Linked DNA regions of Sus scrofa: region 2 is linked to region 1. A link is a contact called in public Hi-C data. All regions are on one chromosome and are shown on one strand. Each heading gives the region's core, a stretch centred on a gene start, on an enhancer-like site or on the middle of the called end of the contact. The rest is flanking DNA. Distances are from core to core; before and after follow the strand shown. Region 1 holds the start of FAAP24 (Fanconi anemia core complex-associated protein 24). Region 2 holds the start of RHPN2 (rhophilin-2).

Evidence for each region. A called contact is a pair of places that touch in the nucleus more often than the background predicts.
Region 2: a contact with region 1 is called in a Hi-C map of liver, with 2.8 times the contacts expected there. The contact joins the promoter of RHPN2 here to the promoter of FAAP24 in region 1. A contact is called at or near these places in 1 of 5 promoter capture datasets (fetal liver) and 11 of 47 Hi-C or Micro-C datasets (alveolar macrophages, blood, brain and 6 more).

Annotation. Positions count from the first base shown.
Region 1 is chr6:42,813,855-42,817,869 of Sscrofa11.1, reverse strand. FAAP24 (Fanconi anemia core complex-associated protein 24) reads right to left here and starts at 2,395. Exons shown (of 5, transcript XM_003355843.4): 1 at 2,301-2,395; 2 at 1,872-1,990; 3 at 1,618-1,757; 4 at 1,087-1,239. The coding sequence starts at 1,977. It overlaps CEP89 (centrosomal protein of 89 kDa), which reads left to right and starts at 2,584. Exons shown (of 19, transcript XM_021094280.1): 1 at 2,584-2,740. The coding sequence starts at 2,702.
Region 2 is chr6:42,889,377-42,893,229 of Sscrofa11.1, reverse strand. It overlaps RHPN2 (rhophilin-2), which reads left to right and starts at 1,890. Exons shown (of 15, transcript XM_021094286.1): 1 at 1,890-2,090. The coding sequence starts at 2,022.

The sequences.
Region 1 (4,015 bases), core at 1,146-3,645:
AATAAACCTGACTAGTATACATGAGAATGCCAGTTTGATCCCTGGCCTCGCTCAGGGTTAAAAGGTCCGGCATTGCTGTGGCTGTGGTGTAGGCCGGCAGCTGCAGCTTGGATTCGACCCCTAGCCTGAGAACTTCCATATGCAGAGGGTGCAGCCCTAAAAAGACAACAGAAAATTCTAATGTACAATTATGTTAATTAGTGAGGACAATGGAGAACCACCAGATTTGAAAAAAACACAACACAAAAAACTTGCAGACAGAAGTGCTAGTGCTGGAGTTCCCATTGTGGCTCAGTGGGTTAAGAATCCGACCAGTATCAATTAGGAAGCAGGTTCGATCCCTGGCTTTGCTCAGTGGGTTATGGATCCAGCATTGCTTTGAATTATGATGTAGATTTCAGATGCGGCTCGGATCCTGTGTTGCTGTGGCTGCGGCTGTGGTGTAGGCCGGCAGCTGCAGCTACAATTTGACCCCCAGTCTAGGAACTTCCATATGCCACAGGTACAGCCTTAAAAAGAAAAAAGAAGTGCTTGTGCTTCAGAGTCTCCCCCAGTGGAAAGTCATTCTTGATTCCTCCCTCTGCCACCCACCACGTACATCCCACCAGCAAGTTGCATAGATTTACCCACCAGATTCATCCAGCAGCTGTTCCTGCCCCCAACCCAGCATCTACCTGAGCTGCTGTAGCAGCTCCTCCCTATTTTTTTTCTTACCCATCCTCCTACTAGTAAGCTCTCACTAGTAAGCAAGAGACAGGTGGGGACGAGGCTAAGTAGCTGCCAGCTGAGAATGTCACCAGTCTAACTGCAGATTAGTGCAAGATGGATTGGCAGGCTAAAAATCAGGTCACCAACTTGTTCACTTTATTATACACTTGCCTAGAATGGGCAGCAAGCTCGGCTAGCTGCAGAGGCAGCTTCTGAACTTAAATTCCTGAGAAAAGTTTTAGAAACCAATCCAGAGACTGATATAGATTGATTTGATGGATTGCACCTATAGGAAGGGCAGCTGCCAGAGAAGGATCTAGGAAAGTCAATCGAGTCATAAAACAGGGCTACTGTGAAGGAACGGGAATCAGTACTTACTAACTGGGTAATGAGGCAGGCCGCTTCTATCTGGTTGGCCACTGGAAGCAACACCATCCCAAGATCCAGGACAGTAAATTTCTGTGCAGCTGGAAAGTACTGTTCACTCATCTGCGTTTTTTCAACTACTACGATTGCTTGAAGTTTAGTGGACTTCAAAGAAAGAAAGAAAAAAGACAGGCAACTCTATTGTAACAAAACTCTACTCAAGATTAAAACATGGAGTTCCCGCCGTGGTGCAGCAGAAACGAATCCAACTAGGAACCATGAGGTTTTGGGTTCAATCCCTAGCCTCGATCAGTGGGTTAAGGATCTGGAGTTGTGGTTCCGACTAGACCCCCAGCCTGGGAACCTCCATATGCCGTGGGTGCAACCCTGAAAAGACCAAAAGCCAAAAAAATCAAAATAAAAGATTAAGACACTATCCAAGAGTGCTTGGAATGGTCAATGGTTGTATATAAATTATTCCAAGGGATAGCAGGAGGAGGATAGAAGTCAATTTTCAGTTTGTTTCCTTAACTCCTTACTTACATTTCTAACTCGGACAAGTCTCTTTCTGTAGCCATTTCCTGCCACTAAATCAGCTTCGGTGATATAAAGAATGCAGGATCTGCTAGGTAAGTAAAAATCTACCGGTGTCAGGCCATCCTCAAAGATGAGTTTAATTTTCCCTGAAAATACAGACAAGAAAAAAAGTTCCATGAGCTGTGAATGAAAAGAGGGTGGAACGTTTTTAAAAAGTGGGGTGAGGCAAAAGAGCAATTGCATAGACGGAGCCCACCGACCTTGCATTCCCTGTGCCAGCTGCGACCCACGCCATTTCTCATTGGCCACAATGTGCCCAAATGGGACGTGCACGGGGCCGGTGCCATCCGGGGCGTTCCCTTCCATCGCCGGCCTCGATCTAATGAAGGGAATGCAAAACAGCACTTGAGCAGGCTCTCCAGCTTATGACCCCACATTCCACTCCAAGCCCGGGCCTCTTTGGCAGGAGCCCGTCTGCAGAGTGTTCTTTAAAAGACTGGCGTATTGGCCAAAGTCCAAAAACGAGGAGATTCCCGTCCTGGTAGTCACATCCCTCATTTCCGTCACCTGTCTGGCCCTTAACACCTCCGCTCGGTCCTTGACTTGGCTCCTCAGTCCAGTCTAGGGCGGGGGCCGAGCCGCCAGGAGCCCCACCTTGACCCCAGCTCAGGGTCTCCTTTTGACAGTACCTGCAGTCTGCGCGCCACTTCCAGGTTCCCTCCTGCTCACTCCTAGACCTTCATCCTGCCCGCCCTCCGCCTCCCCTAGCGCTGGATAGGTTATGGCCTCAGAGATCGACATCTGGTCTGGCCAATAAGAGAATGGACAGCGCTCACAATTTCCGCCCTTGGAGAGGATTTGACTGGGACCCGCTGGTTGCCAAGAGCGACGGATGTGCAGTAACCTTCACTCTGATTAGTCGGGGAAAAAGCTAAGCCAATGGCCGACCTGGTTGTTTTGAAGTGTATTGCGTAGACAAGGCGTCTGGGGCGAGGCCAGCTGCAAGCAATAGGCTTTAGGGAGCCGTCCTCGGCCCTGCGGTTTGCTTGGCAGTCCAGTCCCGGTCTGGCCGCCCCTCCACACAGCAAGGATGCCCCTGGAGTTCCGGAGAGGCCGAAAGAGGCAGTTTGTAAGTAGATCCACGCCCGGCCTGTGCTTTGGCCCTTCCGCCCGGGAGTTAAGTGGGTGGGGGTTGGGGTTTGGGATGGAGGCAGGGTAGTGGCACAAGAGAAAGAGGTTTTCCTTTCGAGAAGCCCTGACTTTTCGAGTTCGAACACGACTCTTTTATCCCAGTGTCGGCCTCAGTCGGATAGAGGTGCTCTGTCTCCCCTGTAACATTCGCTCCGGTGTCCAGGAGTTCACTTCTGAAGGCACAAACCCGCTTCTCTGCGGAATCTCCCCAGTGGAAAGTCATTCTTGATTCCTTCCTCCGCCACCCACCACGTACACCCCATCAGCAAGTTCCATAGATTTACCCACCAGATTCATCCGGAAGCTGTCCCTGCCCCCAACCCAGCATCTATCTGAGCTGCTGTAGCAGCTCCTCGCTATTTTTCGATCTCCTTTCCTGACCTTCGTGGAGAGTCTGTTCTCCACAAAGCAGCCTAAGAGATTATTTTCTTATTAGTTTAGTGGCCACACGCGTGGCCTATGGAAGTTCCTGGGCCTGGGATTGAATCTGAGCCGCAGCTGCGCCCTACACCACAGCTGTGGCAACTCCGGATCACTGCGCTGGGCATAGGATCGAACATCCCCCACCGCAGCCACTCCAGCTGTTGCAGAGGGATTCTTAACCTACTGCACCAGGTTGGGAACCTGGGATTCTTTTAGGCAAACCGGACTGTGCCCAATGCACAGGCTTTCCAGCTATTCCCACCTTTCTGTTCCTTCAGGTCTTTGCTCTTCCTTCTGTCTGGAAAGCTTCCCTCCAGACCTTCCCATGGCCACTCTGTCACTGCAGGCTCCAAATCCCAGGCTCATTCTCTTACCCCTCCTCCTCCTAGTAAGTTACTCAATTCCTATAGGATCCTGACACCTGTAATTCTTTGACATCCTCCCCTCCCCCCAGTCTGTTGGTTCTACCACTGTCCTCATTACTCTTTTCCAGCCCTAATTTATTTTTTCTTTCTTTGGTTCTTTCTTTCCAGCCTTAATTTATTTCCCTTTCTTTCTTTCCTTCCTTCCTTCTTTCTTTTTTCACTTTTTAGGGCCACACCTGCAGCATATGGAAGTTCCCAGGCTAGGGGTCGAATCAGAGCTGCAGCTGCTGGCCCACACCACAGCTCACCCCAACGCTGGATCCTTAACCCACCGAGCAGGGCCAGGGATCAAACTCGAGTTGTCATGGATACTAGTCAGGTTTCTTACCTCTGAGCCACAAGGGGAACTCCCTCCAGCCCTGATT
Region 2 (3,853 bases), core at 641-3,140, 76 kb before region 1:
AGCTCTCATTTCCTAATCACAGCAGGATCAGAGATACGGGGTCAGGCCTGTGAGCCCCCTGCCAGGAGCCTTGAGAATGTCTAGGGAGGTCTGGTCCTGCATAGCCCCAAGGAATGACATCCAGATGCTTCATGTGGCCAGGAGATGCATGCTAGGAAGCACAGAGAAGTGCTTCTTTTCTTCTGAGGATGCCCGGGAACTCAGGGTAGGCTGGTGTGTCTTCAACACCCGGATTCGCTTCTTACTCTTTGTTTTTAAAATCTCATGAACCCCCCCTTCTTTTTTTTTTTTTTTTTAAGAAAAGGCAACGCTGGAGTTATGTCGTGGCTCAGTGGCTAACGAATCCAACTAGGAACCATGAGGTTGTGGGTTTGATCCCTGGCCTCGCTCAGTAGGCTAAGGATCCCATGCTGCTGTGGCTGTGGCTTAGGCCCTCGGCTACAGTTGCGATTAGATTGCTAGCCTGGGAACCTCCATATGCCGCGGGTGCGGCCCTAGAAAATACAAAAAAAAAAAAAAAAAAAAAAAAAAGAGAGAGAGAGAGAGAGAGAAAAGGTAACGCTTGGCTTACTTTGCAAGCACATTGTGTTGTGTTCTACCTGCCAAACGCAGCAGTAACTGCGCAAAGGTGTCCTCTGGTTGGGGGAGGGGGCAGAAACTGCCAGGCTGCGGCCAGGAGGGACGAGGCTCCGTGAGCTGGGAGGGGGCGGGAAGGGAAGGGGAGGGTCTTGGCTTAGGTACCCCAGTCCAGATTCTAGGTCTGCTAGGTTTCTACCTCCTGAGTCCACTGATCAGAGGCGGGTGGGCGAGAGGGAGAGGGCGAGAGAGGGAGAGGGAGGGAGGGAGAGAGAGGGAGCGAGAGCTCTGTCCTCAGGAGTCCCTCTTTGCCTCCTAAGCGATTCGCGTCTCTACCGTGCAGTTAGGCGCTTTATACACCGCTTTTGTTTATAATACCTTCGACCATCTGGAGAGAGGGTGATCCAGCCCATTTTGCAGTTGAGAAAACTGAGGTTAAGAAACCTGTTCAGGAGTTCCCATCGTGGTTCAGTGGGAACGAATCTGACTAGTAACCATGAGGACTCATGTTTGATCCCTGTCTTCACTCACTGGATTAAGGATCATTGCTCTGAGCTGTGGTGTAGGTTGCAGCCGCTGGCTCGGATCTGGCATTGCTGCAGTTGCGGCGTAGGCCGGTGGCTACAGCTCCCATTCCACCCCTAGCCTGGGAACCTCCATGTGACTCAGCTGGGACTCTTAAAAAAAAAAAAAAAAGTGTTCAAGGACATTCCTCGAAGTCTATTGGCCACTAAACCTTTTCTGCGGATCCCTCCTTGGGTGAACCTTTTCTCCTCGCTATTCGCAACCCCCAGCGGATCCTCCTAGTCTCTGCAGTGAGGGTGGGGGGACAGAGGCGTTGATCAATACGCCAACCCGCTTGCGCCACCCACCAAGGCCCTCGGTGGGGCAGCCAACTCTTCCTCAGCGTCCCAGACTCGCCTCGGGGTCCCTTCTGGCGTAAGTTGTTCCTGCCCACTCCACCCAAGGCCCAGCGCTCCGGCCGCACCCTCGACCTGCCTCGGGTCTAGTCACTGTCTCCACGGTGTGCGCGCTTCTCCGGTGAGAAGCCGGCGCTACGCCCACGCGCTGCATTTACTCCTACGGCTCCAGACGAAAGGTTGGGTTCCCACTCCCGCCCGCCCTTGCGCCGCGGGGCTGAGGCGGTAAAGACTACGCCTAGCTTAAGCCTCGAGGCTGAAAGAGGGCTAGCAACGCGCGGGGGGATCCTGCTCTAGCTGGTGACCGCCTCGCCTGGGGCGCCGGCTGCACGCAGCCAATCTGGCGCAGGGGCGGGTCCTGGGGCGTGGTCTCGGCGGGTCCCGCCCAGTCTCCGGGGCTCCAGGTCTGGCTTCAGGCAGTGCTGGAGGGGTGGCCGCGCGGGCGGGACGGGGGCGGGGCCAGGCTCCCTCTCAGGCCAGCGCGCCACAGAGCTTCAGTCCGTCCTGCGAGCCCGCGCCGCCAGCATGACTGACACGCTGCTGCCCGCGGCCCCCCAGCCGCTGGAGAAGGAGGGCGACGGCTACTTTCGGAAGGTGAGCGGCCTCGGGCAGGTTGGGAGTCTGCAGGCTCCAGACTTCTTTACCCCAGGCTGTGAAGCGGCTGAGGAGTGAGAGGCTGGGGTCGACGGGGTCGACCGGGCCGGGAGGGGGAGGGGGTGCAGGGCCTGGGGCGCGTCGGGCGGAGGCTGGGGGTGAAGGGTGCGGCTGCGGTGTACCTGGCTGCCGAGTGCATGTGACTTCCGGGACTGAGGGGGCGCTGGGCCGCCTAGCACCTGCGCCGGCGGAGTAGGCGGCCAGGACGGGTGCTCGGGGTCTCCCCCGCTGGCTGGCCGGCCGGCGCGCCTTGGGAAGGGACGGATTCCCAATGCACTAGCGCCCTCGGTTTGGCGGCGCGTGGGGACCCGAGCGCAGCCTCCACTTGAGCGCTCGGTCCGGGCGGGAGCAGGGAAATGGAAACAGCAACTCAGGCAGGTTGGTCTTCCCCTTTTCTCCAGAATGCTTCCAAGGTTCGCTTCTTCGATTTTTTTAGAGGATGGGAGGGGTCCTTGGGCGTTGTCAGCCTTTCTGCCCGGAGTAGCCCAGGAGGGCGTGCGCACCGCAGACGTGGGGGCCGCGATCTCGCCCCCTCTCTACGCTAAAGCGGATTTATCCGATTGTTGGGGAGACCTGCGGGGAGTGCGGGCTCCGTGGGAGCTTGGCGCACAACGTGGCCTCCCGCCCTGAAGGTAACAGTTCGCAGCTCAGTCCCTCAAAAGCAATCCCAACCCAACCTACTTGCCCACAGGTGGCAAGGCTTGGGCTGCAAGGTGCTTTTGAGCCGGCAGTCACGGGGACACCTTCCAGCTTCTTTCTTGTCCGTCCCCATGAGTCTAAAAATAGCTTTTGGCGCTTGGCCAGATTTGACTGGGTGGGTTGAGAAACTGTTTTTTATAACGTTTATGACCGAAGGCAGAGGGCGTAATTATAAACAGGGCAGTGAAACTGTTTCCCACAGAACCATCAATTCTTAATTGTTCCAAACCTAATGATCCAGTCAGTGAATGCTCTTGGCATCTTCCTCCTGCTCCCCTGACGCTGCCTTTGGGCCTTTGCTCTCTGGTGAAGAGGAGAAGGCCCCAGGGGATGGCAGGAAGGGAAATGGCAAACAGGTGAGGAGAGAGTTGGAAAAAATTCTTTTTGGTTAAATTTGCTTTTAGCATTAAAAAAAAATGTAGTTTTAGAATGTATTTAAGTTAAAAGATGTCATCACGGAATTACAGGATTATAACTTCTAATTATGTGTGGCATTTGGTACAGAGGATCACAGGCCATGGAATTGCAGAAGGAGGCCAGGCCTGGGAATCCCTAGGTCTCAGTTCTAGAGCCTCAGCCTGACTGCCACCCCCACCAAATTGCTGTGTAGCCTCCAGCAAGTTGCTGCCTCTCTTCTAGGATTGATTTCCTCCCCCAGCTGTTTGCCCTCTGAACAGGTGGAGGTCTGGACCTACAGCAGCATCTGGGGAAAAATGATAGAGGGAGAGGCAGGAGGGATAGTGAACCCCTGTGACGTTTATGTCTTCCAGAACAGGTTTTCCCAAGGGGTGTGTGTGTGCATAAGAAAGAGTGGATGGCAAGGGAGCGGGGAAAGCTTTCCGGGCTGACTGTTTCTCAGGTGCAGTTTCTCTGCTGGTAGAAAAGAGAATTATGGGTGCAAAGTAAGATGAATCACTGGTTTGCAATCAGAAGCATCTCTTTTGAAAATGAGACCTGGTCATGTTCACCGTTCTCGTTGCCCTCCTCGAAAGAATGCTCTTTGT